7 separate regions of the Mus musculus genome follow, and regions 1, 2, 4, 5, 6 and 7 are each linked to region 3. A link is a contact called in public ChIA-PET, HiChIP or PLAC-seq and promoter capture Hi-C data. All regions are on one chromosome and are shown on one strand. Each heading gives the region's core, a stretch centred on a gene start, on an enhancer-like site or on the middle of the called end of the contact. The rest is flanking DNA. Distances are from core to core; before and after follow the strand shown. Region 1 overlaps Stk3 (serine/threonine kinase 3). Region 2 overlaps Stk3 (serine/threonine kinase 3). Region 3 holds the start of Cox6c (cytochrome c oxidase subunit 6C). Region 4 overlaps Gm52178 (a long non-coding RNA gene). Region 5 overlaps Stk3 (serine/threonine kinase 3). Region 6 holds the start of Pabpc1 (poly(A) binding protein, cytoplasmic 1). Region 7 overlaps Stk3 (serine/threonine kinase 3).

The links. Promoter capture Hi-C pulls out the DNA fragments that hold promoters and counts their contacts. ChIA-PET counts read pairs in DNA pulled down with a chosen protein or histone mark. HiChIP or PLAC-seq counts read pairs in DNA pulled down with a chosen protein or histone mark.
Region 1: a contact with region 3 is called in a promoter capture Hi-C map of hippocampal neurons, with 3 times the contacts expected there. The contact joins the enhancer-like site here to the promoter of Cox6c in region 3. A contact is called at or near these places in 10 of 39 promoter capture datasets (the 3T3-L1 cell line, 3T3-L1-derived adipocytes, the C10 cell line and 5 more), 1 of 15 datasets of contacts at CTCF or cohesin (large pre-B cells), 1 of 484 Hi-C or Micro-C datasets (nephron progenitors), 4 of 115 datasets of contacts at active chromatin or transcription factors (astrocytes, embryonic stem cells and large pre-B cells) and 2 of 9 other capture datasets (adipose tissue and liver).
Region 2: a contact with region 3 is called in an H3K27ac HiChIP or PLAC-seq map of large pre-B cells, with 6 times the contacts expected there. The contact joins the enhancer-like site here to the promoter of Cox6c in region 3. A contact is called at or near these places in 10 of 39 promoter capture datasets (the 3T3-L1 cell line, the C10 cell line, the HPC-7 cell line and 6 more), 2 of 115 datasets of contacts at active chromatin or transcription factors (astrocytes and large pre-B cells) and 2 of 9 other capture datasets (adipose tissue and macrophages).
Region 4: a contact with region 3 is called in an H3K4me3 HiChIP or PLAC-seq map of embryonic limb bud, with 4 times the contacts expected there. The contact joins the enhancer-like site here to the promoter of Cox6c in region 3. A contact is called at or near these places in 5 of 39 promoter capture datasets (the C10 cell line, cranial neural crest, frontonasal cranial neural crest and 1 more), 1 of 15 datasets of contacts at CTCF or cohesin (the NIH/3T3 cell line), 1 of 484 Hi-C or Micro-C datasets (embryonic fibroblasts), 5 of 115 datasets of contacts at active chromatin or transcription factors (acute myeloid leukemia, embryonic basal ganglia, embryonic limb bud and 2 more) and 1 of 9 other capture datasets (adipose tissue).
Region 5: a promoter capture Hi-C map of the HPC-7 cell line shows a contact between it and region 3, with 4 times the contacts expected there. The contact joins the enhancer-like site here to the promoter of Cox6c in region 3. A contact is called at or near these places in 7 of 39 promoter capture datasets (the 3T3-L1 cell line, the HPC-7 cell line, cranial neural crest and 3 more), 2 of 115 datasets of contacts at active chromatin or transcription factors (astrocytes and large pre-B cells) and 2 of 9 other capture datasets (adipose tissue and macrophages).
Region 6: an RNA polymerase II ChIA-PET map of memory CD8 T cells shows a contact between it and region 3, with 7 read pairs. The contact joins the promoter of Pabpc1 here to the promoter of Cox6c in region 3. A contact is called at or near these places in 3 of 39 promoter capture datasets (the 3T3-L1 cell line, hippocampal neurons and pre-B cells), 2 of 484 Hi-C or Micro-C datasets (Sertoli cells and olfactory sensory neurons) and 1 of 115 datasets of contacts at active chromatin or transcription factors (memory CD8 T cells).
Region 7: a promoter capture Hi-C map of pre-B cells shows a contact between it and region 3, with 3 times the contacts expected there. The contact joins the enhancer-like site here to the promoter of Cox6c in region 3. A contact is called at or near these places in 13 of 39 promoter capture datasets (the 3T3-L1 cell line, 3T3-L1-derived adipocytes, the C10 cell line and 8 more), 1 of 15 datasets of contacts at CTCF or cohesin (large pre-B cells), 1 of 484 Hi-C or Micro-C datasets (nephron progenitors), 2 of 115 datasets of contacts at active chromatin or transcription factors (T-cell acute lymphoblastic leukemia and embryonic stem cells) and 1 of 9 other capture datasets (liver).

Annotation. Positions count from the first base shown.
Region 1 is chr15:35,063,774-35,067,516 of GRCm38.p6, forward strand. All of the region lies in intron 6 of Stk3 (serine/threonine kinase 3), which reads right to left. Among named protein-coding and RNA genes, the nearest start is that of Stk3, 90 kb to the right of the region's middle. Within about 2 kb of position 2,453, at least 13 of the 459 cell types and tissues checked have an H3K27ac peak or open chromatin away from gene starts, as enhancers often do.
Region 2 is chr15:34,951,630-34,955,267 of GRCm38.p6, forward strand. All of the region lies in intron 9 of Stk3 (serine/threonine kinase 3), which reads right to left. Among named protein-coding and RNA genes, the nearest start is that of Gm52204, 43 kb to the left of the region's middle. Within about 2 kb of position 1,327, at least 23 of the 459 cell types and tissues checked have an H3K27ac peak or open chromatin away from gene starts, as enhancers often do.
Region 3 is chr15:35,936,761-35,940,043 of GRCm38.p6, forward strand. Cox6c (cytochrome c oxidase subunit 6C) reads right to left here and starts at 1,486. Exons shown (of 4, transcript NM_053071.2): 1 at 1,365-1,486; 2 at 395-524. The coding sequence starts at 511.
Region 4 is chr15:35,270,484-35,274,056 of GRCm38.p6, forward strand. All of the region lies in intron 1 of Gm52178 (a long non-coding RNA gene), which reads right to left. Among named protein-coding and RNA genes, the nearest start is that of Gm52178, 24 kb to the right of the region's middle. Within about 2 kb of position 1,723, at least 20 of the 459 cell types and tissues checked have an H3K27ac peak or open chromatin away from gene starts, as enhancers often do. A contact at or near this core is called in embryonic limb bud, where this site is marked.
Region 5 is chr15:35,028,588-35,032,066 of GRCm38.p6, forward strand. All of the region lies in intron 6 of Stk3 (serine/threonine kinase 3), which reads right to left. Among named protein-coding and RNA genes, the nearest start is that of Gm52204, 120 kb to the left of the region's middle. Within about 2 kb of position 1,929, at least 5 of the 459 cell types and tissues checked have an H3K27ac peak or open chromatin away from gene starts, as enhancers often do. A contact at or near this core is called in the HPC-7 cell line, where this site is marked.
Region 6 is chr15:36,607,604-36,611,060 of GRCm38.p6, forward strand. Pabpc1 (poly(A) binding protein, cytoplasmic 1) reads right to left here and starts at 1,370. Exons shown (of 15, transcript NM_008774.3): 1 at 711-1,370. The coding sequence starts at 903.
Region 7 is chr15:35,086,697-35,090,416 of GRCm38.p6, forward strand. All of the region lies in intron 4 of Stk3 (serine/threonine kinase 3), which reads right to left. Among named protein-coding and RNA genes, the nearest start is that of Stk3, 67 kb to the right of the region's middle. Within about 2 kb of position 1,820, at least 5 of the 459 cell types and tissues checked have an H3K27ac peak or open chromatin away from gene starts, as enhancers often do. A contact at or near this core is called in T-cell acute lymphoblastic leukemia and pre-B cells, where this site is marked.

The DNA of each region.
Region 1 (3,743 bases), core at 1,203-3,702, 870 kb before region 3:
TGGACATGAAACTCTCCTTGTGTATAAACAGAAAGATAAACTGAATATCATACCCCTGCGCACCTGAATATCTGTTATCTAACTGATCTCGGGCTCATTTATAAACATCAATCAGTGCCATGCAAAGGGAGCTCCAGGGAAAAGGCAATTATATACTGCTAAAAAATGGAGGCAATCAGACGAAACACAGTCCATGGTAGCAGTGACATAAGCTAAGCAGACGGTATGGATAATATGAGTAAGAGCCATGGAAAAATAAATACCATGATTGAACTTGAAGCAAATGGAAACAGTTCAGATTGGCTTTGTACAGTATTCCATGGAACATATGATGTCCATATGTCCATTACCAACAACTGAAACACAAAAAATAACAAAAGCCAGTGTTAAGATGGCTGTAAGAACACACCCAATGCCAGTCTCTACCACAGCACAAGCAGTGTAACTTGCTACAGCTGACGGGCAATTGGATAAGAAGTCAGGAGCAATAAGAAAAAAAAGAAAAAGGAGAAAGGAGTAAAGCAAAATTGTCTCTCTTCCCCACAAAAGAGAAAAGATTTATACTAGAAAAAGAATGTGGCCACAGAAATGTTAGACCGTCAAGCACAGTGTCTTTCCTGTGGGCAGTTTCCAAAAGTATAAACTTTACATAAACTTTATATAAACTCAAAACTGCAAGTGCTTCAACAGTCAGAGGACTGTGGAAGTGAAATAATTATATGACGAAGTAACTTCCAAATAAAAAACGGAAATATGACCTTTCAAGTTTCAAACTATGAGATGAGACCTAAAGCAGACTGACCAAAAGATGAGACAGAAATATTATCAGGTTTGATGTCAGTGTGAACAAATCACCCAAATTTCTTTGCTGTCATTCATGAGCCAAAAATCACAATTTAAAACAACCAAAAGTAATGCTTAGGCAGTCATGAAGGACCAATCATATAGCAAGGCCAAAGCTAAGAAACAAAACTATAAAAAGCAGTGTTACCATCTAGGACCTATCTGTGATCCTGGACTTTTCAATGAATCAAAATCCAGTTATTCCTAAATTACATTAAAATTATCTAAGCTGTGATGCATAAATATATTAGTTGTCAATGACTGCAACTAAACAGTAATAAAATCCAGCAATAAAAACACATGACTATTTATAGTAAACATCAATGTATTCCTATTTCAACCTGACTCCCCATTCTACCCCAAACTGAAGACCGACTACAATTCCTTGAGTAGCTGTAGTGTGGTTAAGAATAGGAAGCTATGCTTGTTTGTACGGAATCTGCCATTTCCTCCCTGCCAAAACACTTGTTTAAAAAGTCATGTAATATTTCCATTAAGTTGTAAATGCAGCCGACAAGGAAATGGCCTACTGGCAATGCATTACCTTTGTGGCAGTGCCAATGGGCCTACAGCAAAACACTGCACATGGTAATTTCAACATGCATTCCCAAGGAACAAAACTGTTCTTTACATAAATACCACAGAACCTGAGTAAGATCCAGAAAAAGCAAGGAAAAATTGCCCAAGCTTTCATGCTTGCCTATATCAATTGTATGTCAGAGCGAAAGCAAACTAGAAAAGCATCTACATATGTTCCCGAAGCCTGTGAAGCTGGATCATATAACCCTGGGAAACTACTGCAGCTTAAATCTGTATACTTCTTGTTAACCACTGTAACAACTTGCTAATAAAAATTAAGAAAAACTGAGGGTATCAAATGAACCAAAATGTACAAACTAAATACAAGTTCTTAAAGATCATAATGAAACCTATTAACAAGAACATATGTTCAGTATAAGCCACAATTGTTATGTTAAATTACTTCTTTCTTTAATATCATTTATTTGATTACAGAATTTAAGATATTCACAAAACTTCCAATGAAAATGATGATGTGTAATATATACGTCACTATGATGCTTACAAAGTCACCTTCATCATGTATTCCTTGGATTTCACTACATAGCTCAACTTTGTGTACTAATGCTATTTATTCAATCCCATCTGTAATGAAGAAGGGTCTACTCATGTAAAAGTTATATTGAAAACTAAACACCAACACACACAATCTGCACAAACATAATCAATAATCAATATGTAGTTCTCTAAGACAGTCTGAGGACATCTAGCTGCAAGATGCATTTAAGTATGTCTTGTCAGTTGTCGTGTGTGTGTGTGTGTGTGTGTGTGTGTGTGTGTGTGTATAAATATAATTCCAAAAGTCAAACCTGATAGAAAGATAGAAAACCTATTTCTTATGAAAAATATTATAGACTTTTCACGTGTCGTCCACTTGAAGTTACAGTCAACACCTGTCGACATACCAATCTCCAAGCCACAAATTCACTGACCTTGTATGTTTTCTGTCACAACTGCTACCTTCGCTCTCCACCCTGGACATCACTGTAACTGGCAATGCAGCAGTACTTGAGATGGTCAGCATACACACACAGCTGCTTTTAGAACAGACAGAAACCTCCCATACGATGTAACAATCCCCCTGCTGCGTCCACAGGTCAGCACTAGGGAACGGCAGTACTCTCATTTTGATCTCCTTCAGTAAGGGCACAGTTCTAAAATACTCAAAACCCAAATCAACTTAAAACTTAAATAGATTGTGTTAAACAAAAGGCTGAAAAGCAGGCTACAGGGAAAAGAGGGGTGTTTCAAGTTGTATTTTATTAGCATTTACTGTCAAGGTTTTTGTTTATTTCCTTGTCCCTAAGTTATAAGTAAAATATTTAATTTTGTAAGAAAGAAGAAGCTGAGCTCACCATGTCTCATACTAACACCATAAAAGCACCTTCGAGATGGAAAAGGGAACCTGGCTCACATTCACATAGCCAACATACTTGATTCTGAATACTTTTATACATAGGTCACTGTGTCAGGATCGATCCAGAAAACATGTGTGGCACACTTCCTTTAAAACTAAAATCCAGCAGGAAATACAAGACAAATGGCTCATTAAAAAGCTGCTGGACACAGGGTAGATGACATGCTCTAAGGACTCAGACAAAGGGGGGTTTGGTTTTGTATTATCTCTTGAGGCAGGCCTCAACACACAGACCAGGCTGGCCTTGAACCACACCTCCTCTGCCTCCAGCGTGCTCAGATTAAAAGTGTATGCCACCACACCCAGCAAGACAAGGGCATACTTTAAACAGCTAATTGAAGACCTCTAACACTAATTATAGTTATTAATCTAGACTTTTCAGAAGTTAAAATAATAACAACAAAGGAAGAGGAGGGAAGATAATGGGTGCCATGTTCATACAATATGTGTATATACGCACATATTTCAGATTAAAATTCAGAATTACACACTGTGATCAAGCAAATAGAAAAAGATCATAAATCTTCTTGAAAGTCATATTTTTATTAGTGAACACACAATTCTCAATCACTCTAGATAAAGGAACCCTTGTTTCCAGGAGCCCCTATTTTCATTTGCTCAAATATATAATCTGGTCAATGAGATAGGTCAGCAGGTAAAGGCACCTGCTACTAAGCTTGACAACCTCATTTAATCCTCAAGATCCACACAGTGGAAGGAGATACTCAAATTGTCCTCTGACTTCCACACATGAATTGTGTCCCTGACTCAAACAAATCAATAAATAAAAAGTTATTTTTAAAAACTACCCAAACACTAAAATTCAAAGGGCCAAACTGGTTAAATTCTCTGCTAAAGAAAAAGTTCATTTTACATTGTAAGTCATAGTTTACATAACTGGGCT
Region 2 (3,638 bases), core at 77-2,576, 990 kb before region 3:
CCCAGCCACTGGTCGGCGGGTTTCCTCTGTCCCTGTTCCTGCTGGCACAAGACCCTCCAAGATTTTTTGGAACAGATGTTGCATTCCACTCACCAGTGATCCCAAGATCCTGGGTGTGCTAGGGCCCGCTGAGTTCACGCCCAAGATCGAAAATCTATTTCAAATAATAATATAAAAAGCTTGAGATGTTGAGCTGGTTTATCTTGGACATTGGATGATTTAGGGAGAGGGATCTGCTCTTATTTTATATTTAGAATCCACTAACTTTGAGAGGAATTTTTTTCCCCAGTTCTGGTCTTACAAAAGTTCTATGGCCTCAACTAAACAGAAACTTCAGCAGCCATTTTCATCTTACATCCAGTCAAACTTTACATTTTATAAACAAAGAGTGTTAAAGAGCACTATAAGAAATATGGGATGTAGGGCTACAGAGACAGCCTGGTGGTTAAGAGCACTTGTTGATCTTGCAGAGGACCCAGGTCCCAGCACTTACATGATGTCTCTCAACCATCAGTAACTCAGTCCTGAGCAGCCAGAGCCCTCTACTGCCTCTTCCTGTGGTAGGCACACACTACCTATACATCCATGTACATATATATACAAGTGAAAAAAACCATTCACACACATACAACAAAAAATAAATCTTAAAAACTATAAATGATGCAGATAAAAACTTGAAAGACATTTAACACATACATTAAATAAAGGATAACTGTTTCAAACACTGGACAACCAGACAGACAGCACACACCAGCTGATATGAGGGCACCAACATACATAGAGTAGAGCACTTCCAGGTTTATGTTCATTCAGAGATGATGCACCTAACCCTCAAGAGACTGGAGGCCCCAGGCAGTTTAGAGGTCACAGGGGGTGGAGGGTGGGGATATCCATGTGGGTGTGGTAGGGAGGAGGTGTGGGATGTGGAGCAGTTGGAGGGTGGGAGGGGAGGGGCGGGGAGTGTAAAAAATGAATTCCATATAAAATTAAATTTAAAAAAGTCTAGACAATACTCTACTACTAAGAAACAAGCATTCTTACAGAGAGTTAACAAATCTAAAAGTCAGCTTAAATAAAAGAGGCAGTTTGTCACATTAGACTGTTCTTTTTGCACGACTTTATAGAAAGATTTCTATTCAAATGTATGTGCTTACATATGTAAAGATTTTCTGTTTTACTTTAAAACTCAGTATTAACATTTAGACTCTGTTTTAGAAGAAAAGAGTTTGAAGTTGTTTTGACAGTTAACAGGAGGGTGGCTGTTACTGCCTAGTTACTATTTTACTGGACAATATGAAACACATGCCACGGTGCACAGCTGAGTCCCCAGGGGAAAGCTGAATGATGATTCTTACTTGCAGCTGAGGGAGAGAGGAACGCATGAGAACTCAGGTCCTGCAGAGAGAAGGAAGCAGACTGGTTGCTATGGCAACCTTCTTACACTACTGAAAGGACACCTAAAACTGACATCAATTTCTCCGGCTACAGTTAAGTTCTGACCTTACCTTATTAAAATAGTTTATTGTAATAATAAACTTAATATTTGAAATTACTTAGTTCCTCAATTTAGGCCTAGTTATTTTAACTTACTTGCTTATATAACCAAAACCCCATTAGCAGCAAAGGAAGGAAAAAAAAATCACCATTCATTCCCTCTATGACTTTGAAACTTTATTAAAAATTTCTTTTCTATCTCTTTCATTCATTCCTTTAATCTTTTACAAGGATAGTAAATTAAGTAGAATATAATTTTGTAAAATATGCCAGTCTATTATAATTAGTTTTTAGTGTTTCATACTTCTTCTAAGCAAATAAGGTCTTCATGAAAAAATAAATGTATGAAGGAATTTTAAAATAACTTAACACAATGCAGTGTGCTTGACTTTTCAATCGCTTAGCATGCATGGCGCATAAAGAAGGAAGTAACTGCTCATGACGCAGCACACCGACTGTCAACAGCTGAGGGACTCATGGGCATGAGCGAGTTGGTCCTTCTACAAGTCACTTAAGATGTAAGTGTTCTACCTGATTCATGATCTTGGAAGTCTGCCCTCTAATTTGTTGCTAAGAGTACAATAAACACATACAAAAAATCAGGATGGGATATACAAGCCACTAACATGAATTTTCTTCCCTAGCTTTATCTTTTAAAATAACAGAGGATGCACAAAACCCAGGGAAGGTCCTGAGCCTCCTGAGGAAGGTGAGAGGTTCAGGAGGAATAGCTGCTCAAACGTTTACAGGACGCACTGTCCAGCAGGAGGGTCTAAGAACAGTTAAGTATTCACAAAGGCACTGGGGAAAGAGAACACGAGCCAGCTGTTTTCCATCTCCAATGAGGGTATGAGAGAAAACAGACAAATCAAAGCTGAGCTTTCAGTTAAACAAAAAGAAGAGAGTAATAAACATGTTAATTGTATCTATGGAAATCTTTCTTTGGAGGCCTTAGAAGATATTCATTTGCATAAGGAAGGAGAGTATTTCTGTGTTCAGCTTCTGTTTTGTGGTAGTAAAACATACAGCACAATCAACATGCACTGGCCTACACTACACCAAACACCCTCAGGCCCAGGACATACGTGCCCATAGGGAGCTCCAAACTACTGTAACCTCACCGTACACAGGATACCTACTGCCTCTATAGAGAAAAGTGGAGGTTTCTAATGGCCCAGAAATACTATGGGTATTTGCAACAAGCCACATGAGAGGTATAGTTCATGTTGTATTTACTGCTATGTCTTGGCAAAATTAAACTTACTAGTCAAGGTGGCATATACTTACTATATTTAGTTCCCTTGTCAAAGATCAAGTGACCATAGTGTGTGGGTTCATTTCTGGGTTTTTCCAATTCTATTCCATTGATCTATCTGTCTGTCCCTGTACCAGTACCATGCAGTTTTTATCATAATTGCTCTGGAGAGCTTGAGTTCATGCATGGTGATTTCACTAGAGGTTTTTTTATTGTTGAGAATAGTTTTTGCTATCCTAGGTTTTTTGTTATTCCAGATGAATTTGAAAATTGCCCTTTCTAACTCTGTGAATAATTGAGTTGGAATTTTGATTGGGATTGCATTGAATCTCCAGATTGCTTATGGCAAGATAGCCATTTTTACTATATTAACCCTGCCAATCCATGAGCATGGGAGATCTTTCCATCTTCTGAGATCTTCTTTGATTTTTTTCTTCAGAGATTTGAAGTTCTTATCATACAGATCTTTCACTTCCTTAGAGTCACACCAAGGTATTTTATATTAGTTGTGACTATTTTGAAGGGTGTTGTTTCCTTAATTTCTTTCTCAGCCTGTTTATCCTTTGTGTAGAGGAAGGCCACTGATTTGTTTGAGTTAATTTTATATCCAGCTACTGCACTGAAGTTGATTATCAGTTTTAGGAGTTCTCTGGTGGAATTTTTAGGGTCACTTATATATACTATCATATCATCTGCAAATAGTGATATTTTGACTTCTTCCTTTCCAATTTATATCCCCTTGATCTCTGTTTGTTGTCTAATTTCTCTGGATAGGACTTCAAGAACTATATTGAATAGGAAGGGAGAAAGTGGACAGCCTTGTCTCGTCCCTTATTTTAGTGGGATTGCTTCAAGTTTCTCTCCATTTAGTTTGATGTTGGCTACTGGT
Region 3 (3,283 bases), core at 236-2,735:
TTCTTTTCCCAACAGACACCAAACCTCCTAGACTTCCAACCCTGGGACTTGTACCAGGACACTGGGATAAGCAGTTAAAACTGCTAACACTTTCCCCTCAAGGCTTCTGTATTGGGTAGTATACCAACATTCCCTTGGTGCTCAGATCTCCAGACTTAGAGTAAATTATAACATCAGATTTCTTGGTTGTCAGCTTTACCTTGATACCTGGGAAGAGGGAACCTGTAATGACTGTGGCGCATTTTCATTTGAAGATAGGGTTTCTGTTACGTTGAAGCCTTTGGAAGGTAAATGAGGGAAATATCTTGAAGATAGAGTTTCTTTTTTAAACAGCTCTTAACTAGGTTTAAAAAATAATGTTTTAAACGAACAGCTTGTGACCTAAAGCACATACCTTATAGGCAGCGGCAACTCCCAGGGCCACAATGAATGCGCCAGCAATATGAACCCGCAGACGCTTGGCCAGAAGACCACGCATCTGTGGTTTGGGCAACAGCGCACCGGAACTCATGGTAGCCAATGTCCTTTGCGAGTAAAACAAGGAGGGGAAAAAAAAAAGGCTTGTAACAGGTTAAGTGATTGAATGAACTCTACATGCACAACGTAGTTTAGTATCTACAATCGCGGCCTAACCCCTCCTGCAAGGTCAATGACTTTGGCAACTTCATCTTTGCCCGCTCCTCTCCTACGCATTTCCACTACCCGCAACAAGGCGGTAACCAGCAACAAACCGATGAGCAAAAACCATGACAAAAGTGTCCCCCATCCACAGAAAGGCAGATGCGACCTAGCTGTTGCCTTTTCAGAATTCACCCTTAGGAAGAAAAGCCTTCGGGGAGAACTCAGGTCACTGAAGCTGTGGGACTAGAGCCCAGCAAGCGCCCCGAGGGCCGGTGGAGCAGGCGCGACAGATCGGGGACCCTCCAGCTTCCCAATTCTACTCCCACACCAGGCCGACCACCGGGGCCCCTCGGTGCCTGAGTCCCCTCCAAGGTCGCACCCCTTATCCAACTGGAGCACCAGCCCCCGCAGGTCAAACGACCCAATCAAGGTCAACCTGGCCGCGGCAAAATACAAGGGGAAACGGGCCCGGCCGGCCACCAGCGAGACCCTGAGGCTCCGCAGAGCTCCTCCGGAGCCCTAAGAGCGCACGCGGGGAGATGGCGGGGCCGCCCGAGTTCAGGCCGGTCAGGCCCGCAGCCTCCTGAGGACGCGGCGGGGGCAACGCGCCCACGAGGAAGGCAGGCCCGAGGCTCCACTGGGCTGTGACGTGCAAGACATCCTAGTTCGCCGCCCCCACGAGAAGCCGAGAAACCCGCAGTTGTCAAACCCCAGAATCTCCTCTCTCTCTCCACCATTCTCACCTCTACACCAACGTCCTTCCCGGTTCTCGGAGAAACGGAGAGCCTTCCAGCAGCACGCATGCGCAAGAGTCGATGGAGGACCCGGCGACGGTGGCCTAAGGAGTCCAAAAGTATTCAAGCGCGCATCCAGCCGGTCACAGCTGAAATTTATGCCAGTTACACTATGTCTTTTTTTTTTTTTTTTTTCCCTAAACAGGACCTTGAAAACGAGTCCTGACTACCTACAAAGGTTTCTTCAGTAAATTACAAATATTAATCTTGTCCGGTGTTGTGAACTTATTAAGGAATTCGTATATATTTCACATGTGGGGAAAAAATAATATACTCTATAAAGGCACTACATCATCTGAGAGCTTTTTTTTTCTAAATGCCCAACCTTGAGAAAAGGCATATCTTGGGGGACATGACATTTGTGTCAAAGGATTGCCCAAACCACATGAATAAGCATTTTCATTACAACTACCTCGGCACAATAAACGCTTGGTTTTTGGCAAAGAGCGAGAAAGGCCAATTTCAGAGTTTAACATGTAATTTTAGAACCGATGCTGTGGAACAAACTAGAGATGTGATCCCACTCCACTGCCAGACTCAATGATCTGCTTAACAAATCGTAATGGGTATTTGTGTCGGGTTCTTAATAAAAAATAACGTGTGAACGGGAACAACAGGGATGTTTTTGGAAAGCCGACTAAAGATGACTTTTCGTGCCTTGGGACGTTTATCTTACTTCAGTGACATCAACTAGATTCACAGGTGTTACTTAAGTCAGCTGAGTAAGCCTACTTTATATATATGCAGGGTTTGAGAGGGCTTAGGAACCCTGCTTGAGCAGTGACACATGCACCATCACACTATATGGAGAATAACTGAAGGTGTGAAACCACTGAACTGAACCCATGGTTACAAAGAAAGGTTCACGGGATCAGAGTACCAGGGCTACGGTTAATCCCACCCGGTGAGAATAGTGAAAACGGCTACTGTAAGTTTTGAACCAAATTTAAAACAAGCTTTATTAAGCATTGGCCAGTTCAGTGGACACTGTCAGGTGCATACCTAGGAATCCCAAAATACATCGCCACATTACAACTCAGTCAGAGGCTTATAAAGGCAACCCCCAAAGGGTCAGTACTTCCCACCTTCGTCCAATCAGGGGCACGCTTAGATCCCAATGTATTTCCTTATGAACCTCCAGCCTACCTCCACCTGTGTGTGATCAAGCTTATCCTGTAAAGTTGGGGCAAGTGAGGTTGTTTACAGAAGAGAAAACACCATAGTTCACTATCTTACATAAGTAACAGCCCCCAGCACTCCAGAGATTATCTGCCCTTGGGCAAGTGAGGCTTACAGGTTAGAGGCATGTTTGATTGATAGATCTCTTAAGCCCAGTAATTTAAACTTAGAATACAACTTTAGCCTTCAAGCAGATTTTATATGACAGTGAACAGTCTGAGCGTTCTTTGAACTGATACAATGTAGGGGAATTTTAATCCAGCAACAAGGAGACTGAGACGTATATGATCCAGCCAAATGTAGACACCCTAGATTACAGTATGATTTGGCTGGAAAAAAACAGACTCGCCCTTAGTGAACACCTTTAGTCCCTAACAATGAAGGTAAGGTTCTGCTGTGCCAGGAATCATTCATGAACCCCCAAAAGACCACCAAGGAGCTGATTCCGATGCAATTACATTAAGGTCCCTTTATTCAAGCTTGAGCTTGGGCTATACATACCACCTTCTCTGATGCAGGAGAATGGGAGGGGGCCCAAAGCCCAGTTTCAGGCAAGCATTTATAGAGGCAAAAGGGGGGGGGTTTATCTAGCTTGGTACACACCTGGCTAGGGGGCCATTATGGCCTTTAACATAATTGTTCAGAGCCAAACCACAAACGTAACTTCTGCTTTCCTCCGGATCAGTGGT
Region 4 (3,573 bases), core at 473-2,972, 670 kb before region 3:
AGAGAGCACCCATCTGTGAACATCAATCCAGCTCTTCTATACACCCTACTACCCACTCTTCCTTCCTACCTATGGCTATCCCACACTTAAAGGGTCTTTTGTCCATTCTCTTACCTTCGGCAGCATTTTCAGAGTCTGAGGCTGGAGAGCAAATGACTTCTGTTCCCATTTCAGAGACCCTCGGCTGTATATTGAGTTCCTGTTCAGAGCAGCGGCTCCACAGGGCTTCCTCACTGTTTAAAGGCATTCCCCCAACTGTTGTGGCATTAATAAGCCCGAGAAAGCTCAAGTATGGAAGTTTCTTCAAAATACAGCACGTGGGGCAGCTAAACTAGCTAAGAATGTTTCACTAAGCGTGACTACCTGTGGTTCATGCTCAGGACCCACAATGTAGAAGAAGAAAACTGACTCCCTCCTGCAAGCTACCTCAGACCTCCACCTGACACAAAAGTACACACACACACACACACACACACACACACACACACACACACACACACAGGAGATGAATAAGTAAATAAAGTGATTAAAATTTTAATGAATAATTAAATGAAGTATAAAAACTTCAGCTGCCAACTTTGTTGTAAACCTGCTGGGAAAGATGCAAACATATAAAAAAAGAAGGCAAGAGGCAAGCTATGTGGAGTCAGTCTCTACCAGAGATGAGCCCGCTTGCTTTCCCTATGCCCTCTGAATACCACTCTTAATTATTATACATCCAATAAACACTAAGGTCAACACTTCACACTCTGGGGATCTCAAATTAAACAGTCAGACTAAGGTCTCTGTTGCACTTTCTAAGTAATGGCATGGTAAAGATTCGTACTAGGTGAGAAATAAACATGACCATGTAATTTAAAAAACATAGGCACATGTGCACACATGCGCACACTCACACTCACAGGATAAATAGTAATGAAACTGGAACAGGGAGGCAGATGCATGTATGCTCTGTGTACTTTGAATATGTTCAGAATTTTCCACATAAATAAAAACTAGGAATGTTTTTATTAAAAACAAAAGAAGGTAGGCTTGGAGAGGGATGAGGAACCAGGAGGCTTGAGGCCCTCAGAGAAGGACACTGTGGGGACAAAGAAGTCTGAGGGAAAGAGCCCTGTCTCTCCTGTTCATTGCTTATAACATATGATCCTGTGTGTAACTTTTTACTTCTTTTACTTCCCCGCCCCCTTCCTGACTTTTCAGTTGAATTTGAATTTTCTCCATTGAATGTTCTAACTATAACAGCAAGCTAACACTTCTATGTATTTGCCCAGATCACTATCTTAATACTTACCATTCCGAGAGGAAGAGAATTAGAAGGTAAACAGGGTTTAAATGTGTCCCAGGCCAGCTCCACTCATACCCAGAAGTGACTTCAGAGAGGTACCCACAAACCCAAGCTAAAATTGCTTAAGAAATTTCCACATGAAGATTGTTGTGTTCCCAGAAATGGCTCTCATCAAACAAAAAACTGGGGGGTTGGGGAGGTAGGTTAGTGAATAGCCTTCATGTGTACACGGAGTTCTCCACCACGGCCTGGGGGTGTCAGAAAATGGCCTGCAAACTCATGGAAATTAGCAGTAATGAGACATAAACAGTCAAACCTCAAAATAACATCTCTGGCCTTTAGAATCAACAGAGCTCTCCTGTCAGCCTGCACCTGGCCTGCCCCACTGGATCTGGGAGCCAGTGGGGTTTTAGGCCCTTTTAACAGCTGCCAAGAGCACATTACTCACGGCCAGGATGCTGGCCTTTTATGTTGCCACAGTGGACCAGCGTTGTTTGGGCCTGGTGGAATCCATTGATGGTTTTTTCTCAGGGCTTCAGCTTTGCTGTCTGATTTTCCCACAAGCCCCAGTGTGTTGAAATGTTACCCATGTATGCTGAGCGACAGCTTCAGGCTCCTGTGCTGGCCCTCAGCCACACTCACCACCTAGCCATATACTCTGGTCTACGGAGAGGTAGAGCAAGGAGCTGGAGTTAGACCAGGAGAAGATCATAGCCTCAGCTTGGGATACTGTGATTCCCCTTGTCAGTGCTTGAGTTATTAGCATAAGGGTAGAGCTGGGAGGTACTAGTTGGACATGAAAATCATCCCCTAAAACCAACTCCTAGAAGCGAAAATGAGCCTAATTGTAACACGGATTGAAGCATACCCTTGAAACACATTAGGGAGTCAGTTGTTACATGAATAGGTGGGTGTATCATGTTTTCAAATTCCTAGGTCTAGTTAATAATATCCCCTGTGTTTCCAAGCTGCAGATTAGTCTGCTGTGACTGACTCTGGGGTTCAATCCTAGAGAATCATTACAGCAAGTCATCATGGTTTATTATAATTATTTTTATTGACCTGTGCTGTCTTCTCTTCTGGGCCTTCAGTATTTTGAAAGCAGGGGTTAAATCTGCCTTATTAACTATTATGTCTTTGAGGTATAGCCTGAAGAAAGCCTGCAAGTCTCTCCTAAATGAATAAATAGACTATTTGTCTTCAAATTGCTGCAGGCTATGAGGACCTACAGGAATTCATACTGCACAGGCCTCTGTTAGCTGGAGCTAAGCCACTTCCAGCTGCTTCCTCCTTTCTCCTTTCCCCTAACACCAGGGGTTAGAACACTTCCCTATAAGGACTTGGGATATAATCAGTTGTAAAGTACCTGCCTAGCTTGCATGGTGGGGCTCCATTACAGACAAGTGTGTCCAGGTGGCACCAGTCTAACACTGTGACATAAGGGGCAACCCTCTGAAACACATCTGGAAAGATATCTTGTTTCCTGACTTTCAAATCTGTTTTGTTTTGTTTTGTTTTTTCCAGATAAAACAAGAGAACCTCTGGAGTTTCCCCTTCCCATTTTGTTGTTGTGAATGTAGACTTCAAAGCCAGACACTGTAACCCTCATCTTACAGTCAAGAGTGACAAGCATGGGGGTGGGAAGAAAATGCAGTACCCAGCAGTCTGCTCATAGAACATAAAAACATTCTGTCTGTGTGCTGATTCACCAGATCTCGAGCCAGCTCCCTCCAGTCACTGCTTAAGGAAGGCAATGTAAGCTGTGAAGCTGTCCTCTTTTCTCTTACTTGCCTTTAAGCACTTCCTAAAGGGTGTCTTTTCTGCTCTCCACAGTAGGTCGGACAGTGGCTTTGTCTTTAAATGGGTTATTCCCAAGCACTTAGCTTAGAATGTGGTGGCTATTGAACTCATGAATGAATGAACCAAGAGAGGAGTTTTCGAGCCACTTGTTTGGACAACTGCTGCTGGCTGTTGAGTGAGCACTGTCGGGATTTATTCCATGGAATGTTCTCAACCCATCGTATTTATATGACGTTGGTTTCAAGAATTGTAATTCTTGGCTCTTACTCTTTGATTTATATACATTTTATATAAATTATATAAAGTACATGCTGTTTGCTTGTCTTCTTAATATACACAATATACACATATTTGTTCTGGAAGCTTGATGGGAAGGAATTGCTCTTCTAAGTTTCTCTATTATGTTTATTAGCAGACCCTTCCTATGAAATATGGAAACTATTTTTACTCTTTGAAATGAGCTGAAATTGGTTCCGCCGAGGATT
Region 5 (3,479 bases), core at 679-3,178, 910 kb before region 3:
AATAACCTAGAGATCAAAATACACAGTAAACCAAGGCACAACAGTTTTCCATTTCCAAGGCTCTCTATATAAATACTGAATGCAACTCTATGGAGACTGTTCCACAAACTGTGGCTCTTTCCTGCTCTGCATTACACTGAAACCTGTGTGCCTCTATGGCTAAGATTTACATTTAAAGATACACCCACAAAGAGCAATTACAATAGTTATCCATGCAACCCCTGCACCAAAGAGGTGGGAGTTCATAGTTAGACTTGATTGTTTACATACAGTTACAGGTACCAAAGGGACTTAAATCACTTGACTTTTTGTTTTGCTCTGTTGAACCAGACTCATTTAAACAACAGAACCAGATGGAGAGATTTAAATATCAACTTCTAATCAGAAATCATGACTAATGTCTTAGTAGGGTGGCCAAGCTTTTGTTTCATATTCCTTTAAAGGTGCAGGGACCCAAGAAGCACTTTTAGAATAAAGGCTTAGCAAATCATGTTAAACCTAACTCTGACCTAACACAGCCCTTACAGGCTGAGAGATACTGTAGCGTAGGCGTTAAGTGTATAAAGCTGTTAGATGCTAAATGATAAACATATACAAATACATTTTTGCTAAACACTCTATCATATATTAGATGGCAACTGAAGTAAATAAATCTGAGAAAAAGATCAAAAGAATATTTGCAAGTATCCACACTCAATCATAGCTATCAACTGCAAGCTACATTGTAACACGCTGTTTCTGACTTATTCCCAGTTGAATTCTCAGTGCTTGAAAATAAAAGTGATATTCAATCAATACTGACCAAGCAAGCGGTAACTATAGCATAAGAAGTGATAATACTACAACAAAATCCGTTTTAAAAACAAGCTCATCAGTGCCTTCAATGTCCACTGAAGAAAAGGAGAACAAGCATCTCAACACACTGTGATCTAACCTAACCTAAGCACTAAGCCTAGTCAGGTGGTGCCAGCCAATCCTCAGCTGTTACTGAGTAGTCAGACACTCCCAAGCCCAATGGCTAGGCTGAACTCCTCACTCTGTCTAGTGCCTTTCCTTATTCACTGTGATCATACAAAAGCAAAGAATAAATTCAACTGCTTTTGATTTTTAAAAATGACTCTGATAAGAGTACCCTTAAAGTCAACAGACATGCAATCCAGTTGTTCTTTACAAATGACTTGGGACATTTCCACAGCTCCTTACTGGCCTGTCTTCCTGACAGCATCGGCTCTATCAAGTCTAGTTCTTGTCTGCATACCTTCAAAGTGTCAGCATGTTGACTTCATCACTGAGAGTGGCAGTCCCTATCTTCAGCAAACCGACCTGGCCTCAGCTCTGAACACTCTCAGGCTTAGCTATAACAGGAAAGGTCAGGGCTCCAGCACACTGAGTCCATCTAACCAACCACTAGCCTTCCCTCCCTATCCCACATCTCTTGTGTCTTAGCTCTATGATGCTGGTCCATTCTCCATGTCAGGTAGCAGGGCAGGCTATTCCTGACATAACAAACTACCTGCTACAGATTACGAAGCTAAGCATTCCTGTTGCTTTCCTACCCCATCCTCCAGAGCTCTACAAGCAGTATCTTCCACAGTCGTTTTGAAATTTCTGAATATTCACTGCAAAACAATGCATTCATAATCTATTAAAATGGAGATCAGAGCTCCCTAAACAATGCTAAATTATCCAGGTCAGCAAAGGAACAACCTTATTAGCTTAAAGCCAATAAAAAACAAATTAAATACACTTCTAAATAACTATGTTTTCATGTAATGGCATGTAATCCACATCACGGACAGCAATCAACAAAACTAAAAAGTACCCCAAAGCACCACTTGGAATGCAGGCAACCTTAGCAGATAGGGAGGGTGGGGACAAACCAGTTCCTCTTAGGGACTAGGACATTTCCTGCAAGCAAGTTAGCCCACCAGAGCACCAGACAAACGGGCTAACTAAGCAAATAATTAAAACAGCAAACATACTTCCCTATTTCTCTATCTGTGTAACTGTGATCATTTCAATTTTTAAAACACTGAATAATAATAGCTATTATTAAACGGTTCAGAATTTTTCTGTCAAACTTTGAGTTTTGTTTTTATATACTTTTTAAAACTAATGTACTTAAGAAACTGTTGAATTTTACCATTTTGACATTTATTGAGAATCCTTTTTTTTTCCTATTCTAGATGATTTTTCTCCTTCAGTTTAACGAATACTGTTCTCTTAATTCTTTTCAAGTTAATTATCTTGGGTGACTATTAATTAGCATAATATTTATATTTGAGAATTCTTCTTTATTACAATATAATCTATTAGATTTGGTAATAAATACAAAAGGTTCACTACTTGTGTTTCCTCCTCATAAATTTGTTATATGGTTATAGTTTTTTTCAAATATCTTTCTCCAGTGAGGTAAACAAGATATGGCTATATTTGGATACTAAAATTATACCTCACTTTTGACAGTCAAATAAAATATTAGCTGTGTCACTAATTCTTTTACACACACACACAAAATCTAGAGTGTCCTGTTCTAAATACTTGGGATAATCATGAAGAAAATAGAATCTTTAAAGATTAAGCATTCCAAGCTGGGCAGTGGTGGCGCACGTCTTTAATCCCAGCACTTGGGAGGCAGAGGCAGGTGAATTTCTGAGTTCGAGGCCAGCCTGGTCTACAAAGTGAGTTCCAGGACAGCCAGGGCTATACAGAGAAACCCTGTCTTGGGGAAAAAAAAAAAAAAAACACCAAAAACTAAGATTAAGCATTCCAGTTGAAGGACATCAACAGCAAACATATTGAATAAATTACTAAACAAAATGTAAAAAGTAACAGGGGAAGGCAATGATGGGAAAGAGCACACAGCACAAACATGGTGGTCAAGCATGGCATCTCTATGACAGTGATGACAGGACGCTACAGGACTGCAATTAACATGTATTCACTGCCTTATGGTAAGTACAGGGCATACATTAAATAATTTAATTTTAAATGCTCCTATTAGGTCATGAAAATGTCGCAACTGAGAAAAGAGTTGATTTCCCCAAGGTAGAACAGCAAGCAGTTAAGTCAAGTTACCCAGGTCTTAGCTCTCAGCCATTACCTTTAGTGCACTCTAGTAGTCATCCTAGTATGCAAAGAAAAATGGAGGCTGTGGCCATCAAAGGATTATACAAAAGAACAGATTTCCTGGAAAAGAAAAGAGGCACTACAAATAATGCTTATGAACATATTTTATATATGTAATGAGGAAAATCAATATATATATATGTCTTTTAAATGCTTGAATTATATCCATGGATCAAACACAACCAACAAGGACACATGCTCCACTATGTTCATAGCAGCCTTATTTATAATAGCCAGAAGCTGGAAAGAACCCAGATGTCCCAAGACAGAGGAATGGATACAGAAAATGTGGTACACTGACACATGGAGTGCTACTCATCTATTGAAAACAATGAATTTATTAAATTCTT
Region 6 (3,457 bases), core at 120-2,619, 670 kb after region 3:
TGCTATTTTAGAAAAAATATACATATGTATACATTAAATAACGACTTCTATTAAACTTAAGATCTAATTTGTTTGAAAATGAGCCAAGGAGTCTGGTGCCCTAGAGTCTTCCACATCCCCTCCTCCACGGCATGGTTAAAGAATACTTCATCTAGGGAAAACCCCAAGCAATTATATATGGTATAAGGTGCCTTTCCTGGTCCACAGGTCAGAGATGTGCTATTAGGAACGAGCTTACGACCCTAAGGACCACCACCACCAGGCATCACCCTATTTAACTTTCTTCTAAAGCCTAGGGCTCCTCCCAGCGATTGAGCCACCGGCAGGAACAGGCCTCGGGCCTGTGAGGTTACAGGGTTCAACACGTGGTATTTCCCAACACTGAATCGTACTTCCTCCCCGGCCTGACTGCCGGGCCAGGGCAGGGGATGGAGGGGTACCTCCACCCGCCGCTCCAGGAGGGTACTCGAAACCCCCGAATCCCACAGCTTGTGGCGGGAGCGCGGTGAAGGCTATCTCAACCACCCTCCGGGCGCGTCATCGCCCTAAAGTTTGAGAGCGACCGATGGCGAGAAAATGGTCGCAGAGGAGGAAGTGCCGGCCCGCGAGGGGCTGCGGCGCCGTGCCCTCCCGCCCCCTCGCCCGCCCCGCTAGGCCCGCCGCCCCGGCCGCATGGCCGCCCGCCCGCCACCCTCCGGCCTGCCGCTCACCGTCCGCCGGCTGCTGGAAGTTCACGTACGCGTAGCCCAAGGAGCGGCGGGTGATCATGTCCCTGCAGACCCGGATGGAGAGGATGGGCCCGGCCGGGCTGAACTTCTCGTAGAGCATCGCCTCGGTCACGTCGGGGTGCAGGTCCCCCACGTACAGAGAGGCCATGGGGTAGCTGGGGGCGCTGGGGTTCATCTCGGCACGGCTGCCCGCGGGGCCGCAGGCCGCGACCTTTCCCGTGAGAGGAGGAGAGCGAGTGCGGGGCCGGGGGACGGAGCCGGGGGGAGGGGAGCGGGGGCGAGCGCAGAGGGACAAAATTCAACCGGAATCGACGCGTACTCAACGGCCGTGGAACCGGGGGAGCGAGGCTGGCGGTGCTGGGTCCGGGCGGCAGGAAGGCCTCGGTCTCTGGGTTCCTGCTTGGAGCTGCGGGGCCGCGGGCGGGCGGGTCGGTCTCGGCTGCTTCACCGGGTTATTTTATAAAAGAGGAAGAAAAAAAATAAAAGTCTCCGGCGGGGGAGACGCGGATTTTTTTGTAAATTTTTTTTGGGTTTTTTCAAAGGATTTTTTAGATTTTTTTTGGATTTTTTAATAATAAATGTGTGTTCCGAGCCCGGAGCACACACTCCGCACTCTCAGCACTAACCGCCGGGGAGAAGGGGAAGCACCGCCTCCTGCACCCTCTACTTATACCCCCCGCCGCACTCGCCCCGCCCACGCGCGTCTGACGCCAGGGCCCTACGCGAGCGACGGCGCCGGAGGAGGCGGAGGAAAGCGCAGAGGAAGGGAGAGGTGGCGGCGGCTGCCGCTGCTGCGGGCGTGGGGGTTGGGCCCGAGGCGGGGCGGGGCTTCTGCGCAGGCGCCACAGCCAGGGGCCGACTTCCCGCTGCGCAAAGCCAGGAAAGGGCGGGACGGCCAGTGGGCGGCCTCGGCGCGGCCGCTGGTCACGCCCCTTGCGCACACGCCCCGCCCCCGCCCGAAAGAGCGTTAACCCGTCAGCGCAGCGGGTGGGCAGCGCGCGGGGCTTCCGGGTTTCTGGGCGCCAACCGCCCCCCACGTGCGCGTCTAGTGGCGGCCTCTTCCCTCCGCCCCGGCTGAGGTTCTGCTTCGCTAGCCCCCCACCCCCGAGCGGCGCTGGAAACGGGTGGGCGGGCGTGAGCCTTGCCGGCCGGGTTTCCTAGGTGTGCGCGGAAGGAGGCAGGGTAACTGCCTCGTTCTCCTACCCGGACCGCACTACGAGTCCCAGCGGGCAGCGCCGCCACGCGCGTGGGCCGCGGAAGCGGTGCCTGCCGGGAGCTGGAGTTCTCAACGGCCGCGGGCTGGCTGACCTCAACCGGACCCCAACCGTCCCGGGCGTGACCCAGCACGGGTCCGCGGCCCCGACGAGGGGGAGGGGAGGGGATGGGATAAAGGCAGTTGGGAGTCTGGCGCTTAAGATGTTCTGTTGGAATCACTTAGCCACTTCCTACATTTTTTACAGTGGTAAAAAGGACTCGAAAAAAAAATTTTTTTTCCTTTAAAGTATGCGTTTCTCATAATTACTCGGTATCTGTCACTCTTACCCAAACAAACCTGGATAGCCTGCTTAACTAGGCGTGGTTGGCCACGCTTTTAACCCACTTCACCAGGCGTGGTGCCCACGCCTTTAACCCAGCTTTGGAAAGGCAGGAGGGGTTTGCAGATCTCTGAGGTCAGGGCCACCCTAATCTAGCTCTTGGATGCCAGGGTTTGGGGATTAATATAAATGATTGATAGGCACAAATATATCAACTCGTAGAAATGACATTACATCAACCCAAAAACTCCACTTTAGTAGGTTTTACAGTTTTTGAAGTCCTCTATAAACATCCTTTGACAATGATGTGTGGGAAGTGAAGCAAATAGTACTATTTTTACCGTTAATGGTGTCAGAAGTTAAATGACTGCTCAGCTCTTCAATGATCGTTAGCCTAGCCTATTGCCTAGTGTAAATTAGTTATAACTCTTCTCAGTTAGAATTTAAGTCCGGAGACTCTTACACAGATGCTGTCCCCTCTCCCCCATCTTCACCTCCCCACCCATATTGATGGAAGATAACAGTTTTGAAAAATATGTTGTATGCTTAACACATGAGTATCATTTAAGGCTGTTCTTTGTTTGTTTGTTTGTTTGTTTTTTTGTTTTTTCGGGACAAGATTTCTCTGGAGCTCTGGCTGTCCTGGAACTCACTCTGTAGACCAAGCTGGCCCGAACTCAGAAATCCGCCTGCCTCTGCCTCCCAATTGCTAGGATTAAAGGGGTGCACCACCACTGCCCGGCTTAAGGCTGTTCTTTAGGAAGACACATTATGCTATGTAATCTAAATCTGTTTACTCAAATAAGGCTCTAGTTAAAACAATAATTCATCAAAACACCACCGTTCAGTCTACTAGGAAAGTAGTTTAAAATCAATCCATTAGTATAGTCATTGAATGTCCATCGTGTGCTGGGTACCCTAAAGTAAAGATAACGAAGCAAAGTTCTTATCCTCAGGACGTTAATAATGGTTTTTCTGGTCACCATAAATATAAACCTGAAGGTGTAGTGAATATCGAATCCCAGCACTTTATCAGGTGGGATATTACTATTAGAATCTATTCTAAAATTTTTCTTCAAAATATGAAAGTGAAAATTCCATTGTTAGTGTTTAAAAGAAAACAACATCATTTTAGTACTTAAGCTCCTAGGCAAAGAGCAATATAAAACGAAATGAAAACGGAAGAGGCCTTTG
Region 7 (3,720 bases), core at 570-3,069, 850 kb before region 3:
ACTTCATTCTGGTAAAAACAGATTCTAAAATGTTCTCTAATGGGACAAACTGGTGCCTATGTTTTAAGACACAAAATGTACCTGATAATTATCATCTGCATGGAAAGGTACTGGACACTATGATGACGTTCAACTAGACGACAAATAAGTTATGGAGACTGGAAACCCCACAGGGATCCCTACAAGGACCAGCGTTCTTCAACATGTAAGTCTGCTTCTCATCTTCTGCCTTGCAATATTTTTGTACAAACCCAACTGTGTAACTGTAGTGAGATCTCTCAAAGGTTGAGAAGAAGACCTGCTAGAAGGACTCTAGAGTGCACTGTTCACTTGGAAGACAGTAACAGCTCACTCTTCAGAGTGCTTCTGTGTAGGCTGGAGGCTCTCTGGTTAACAGCGGCCTTTGCTCTTCCAAAGACCTGAGTTCAGTCCCTGGCACCCACACGAAAGCTAACAAACATTTATAACTCCAATTCCAAGAGAACTAACTCCCTCTTCTGACCTCCACAGGGACTCACACAAAATACATACATAGATACATACATACATACATACATACATACATACACATGTAGGCAGAACACTCATATACATAAAACAAAAATATTTTTTTAAATGATAGTCATTTAAACTCCTAAATTTGAAAGTATAAAAGTAAATGAGTGTGCAGATAACACAGATGTGCAGGAGGGTCAGGACATAACAACACTGACTATGGTGCAAAAACAAACCTGAACTTCATACATTGAGCATGGAAGAAGTAAAGACAGGAAGCAAAGGAAGAGGAAGGGAAGAGAGAAAGGAGAGGCAAGGGAAGGAGGGGAGGCGGAGAGGGGAGGGGCAAAGAAAGGGGTGAATGTAGCAAACTAGATGACTCACAAAACAAAGAATAACGTAAATAAAAACAAAACCATCTGCACAGCAATTGAAAAGCATGTGAATGTATGTTTCAATATCACTGTTATGGGAATGAAATAAAAATAAGAAGTTCTTTCGAACTAAAATCTAACTGCTGAGATAAACAGTCAATTAGAAAAGTCAGAAAATGAAGTACAATAAATCCTCTCTCACTTCCTTCTAACAAAGGCAATGATACAGACAAAATATTTATGTATATGTGTGCATGTATTCTACACATTTTATATATGTATCAATTGGATGAAACACATCATCATCTAATGAAGAACGCAGGAAAAATATCAAAAAAGCTTTTCGAAAGGTGAGGAACACAAGTGTTTATGCTCAAGAATACAGTGCATCCTGAGCAGAACCACTGAGAAAGATTTAAATCAAGCCCAGGCTTCTTCTTAGAAACTTTGTTCCTTGTGAAATATAAGAAACATAAGATTAAAGGGGGGGGGGGGGCTAAAAAAAGGATTTTAAAAAATGCTCTAAAATGTTCAGGGGCAGTTAGAGCCACAAATAAGTAAGGTGTTGACAGACACTAAGTCATATCAACACCACCAGATTCTAGAAGATGATGGAGCCAAGTCTCTTACTTTAAGAAAAAAATTATCTTTTATTTAAAAATCCTCATAGGCTACCAACTACATATAAAAGCAAATAAATTAAAGATAATTTCAGATATGCAAGAACTCAAATAGTAGAACTTATATTTCATAAAGAAGACAATTTGATTAGATTAAAAAGCAAAGAGGAAACGGGAAACATTAGAAAACTGTGGCACTAACCCAGGAATCCAGTGGAAAGAAAGCCCAAGGTTGCAGCTGTACAGCAGACCTAAAAGGCAACAAGTCTACATTAAAACAAGAAATCAAGAAGATCCAAGAAAGACTCCTCCAGAAAGTGTACACACATCTAAGAACAGAAACAGTGGGGAGCGAACAGGAAGACATTAGAAAACCACAGAGACACGGACTGCTTTGGACACCATGAGAAGACAAGTGGGAAAATCTCCAGCAAAAACAAACGTTAACAAGAACATGCTCCTCACACAGACCCATCCAACATGGCAATGGTCCTAAGGAACTGATTAGGAAAGGAAAAGCCATCTAAACCAGATGCTGAGACCATCCTCCTTTGGTAAGCAAGGGGTTACACTAGACTTTAGAAATGGAAACAGAACTCAAGGCCCTTACTTCCTCGCCTAAGCTATTTTTTTCCCTCTCTCATCTGATCCTTTGGTCGCTAAATCTCCAATTTTTAAAATATTTACAGAGCATCTTACTTGCTAAGTGCTGTTGAAAAGCTAGAGATAAAGTAATAACCAAAATAAGCCACAAAGTGTGCTCTGTTGAATGGATTATCAGTCAATCACGGCTATTCTCTTAAATTTGCTAAGCAACTAGTTTTCTCCTAATTGTATTAAGCTAAATATTTCTCCCTTTCTCTTTAAGAACTCTTAACTCTTTACAGAATTGTATTTATCTTCTTACATTACCATCTAAGATGTAAAGAATATAAAAAAAATTATTAGTCTTATTTACATCATTCTATTCAACTGACACATAAATAAAACTGTCAAGCATGCAAAGAACTATAAAGTGTTATTGCCACTTAACAGATGAGGAAGTTGAAGTTCTTCTCAATTATGTTTTTTTGCCAGACCATCAGTCTAGTTCAGCATGATGAAGGCTGGGTTGAGTGCAAACCAGCTGCCAAAATAAAAATTAGCCCAAAGAAGAGAGGACAGCATTGAGCACTGCTTAGAATGTTTCCAAGTGCAGGATAAGCACCTAAGATACAAACCTTCTTCCTCATGTCAGTGCACAGCTTTATAATTAATTACATACTGATCATTTGAAAACTTCTAATCCAAATTATAGCTTATCTTTTAAAAGCTTCAATTTTATAACAATATATAATGTTTAAGATGCATAAATGCTTAAAGATGCTAAATGCACTTAATATATAATTGCTTATTTTAAATTCATTCAAAAGGAACTTTCTAATACCAATCCCACAAATATACTTAATTACTGTTTTAAATGAAATTTAGCAGTAGTAATAGTAATAATAATAATAGTTACATTAACTTGCACTTACAAAACAACTCTTTTTCATGAACCAAAGGAGGTCTAGACTAAAGCTATCAAGGTAGGTATTTTTTTTAAAGATTTATTTATTTATTATATGTAAGTACATTGTAGCTGTCTTCAGACACTCCAGAAGAGGAAGTCAGATCTCGTTACGGATGGTTGTGAACCACCATGTGGTTGCTGGGATTTGAGCTCTGGACCTTCGGAAGAGCAGTCGGGTGCTCTTACCCACTGAGCCATCTCACCAGCCCAAGGTAGGTATTTTTTAAACATAAACAATGAGTATACACAAAAATATTACATCCTAACAGTCAAAAAGCCAATACCACACAACCTGGTATTTCACATATGCCAGTGTTACCAGTAAGCCATTTTTTTTGTGCATGTTCTTTGAAATATAGCCATATCTACTCAATAATTTGCATTGTTACCACCAGAATGTAACAGCCATGCAAGTTATGTTATCCTTATAACATCAAATAGATGGATAGTTGTTTTATATTCACAGGATGAGCAGCTAATTGGTCCTGTCAACTCAATGAACATTTACTAAAGACTTGCTAGATATGAGTAGCTCTTCTAGGGACTTAGAGTATTTCCTAGAAGAATATGTTAAAACTCCTAGGAAAGGCAGCCATAACTACTCTTCTCCCAAACATGAAAAAAGAGTAATTAAATGTGACTTCAAAGGATATGACAAAATAGCTGGGCTACCTGAAGA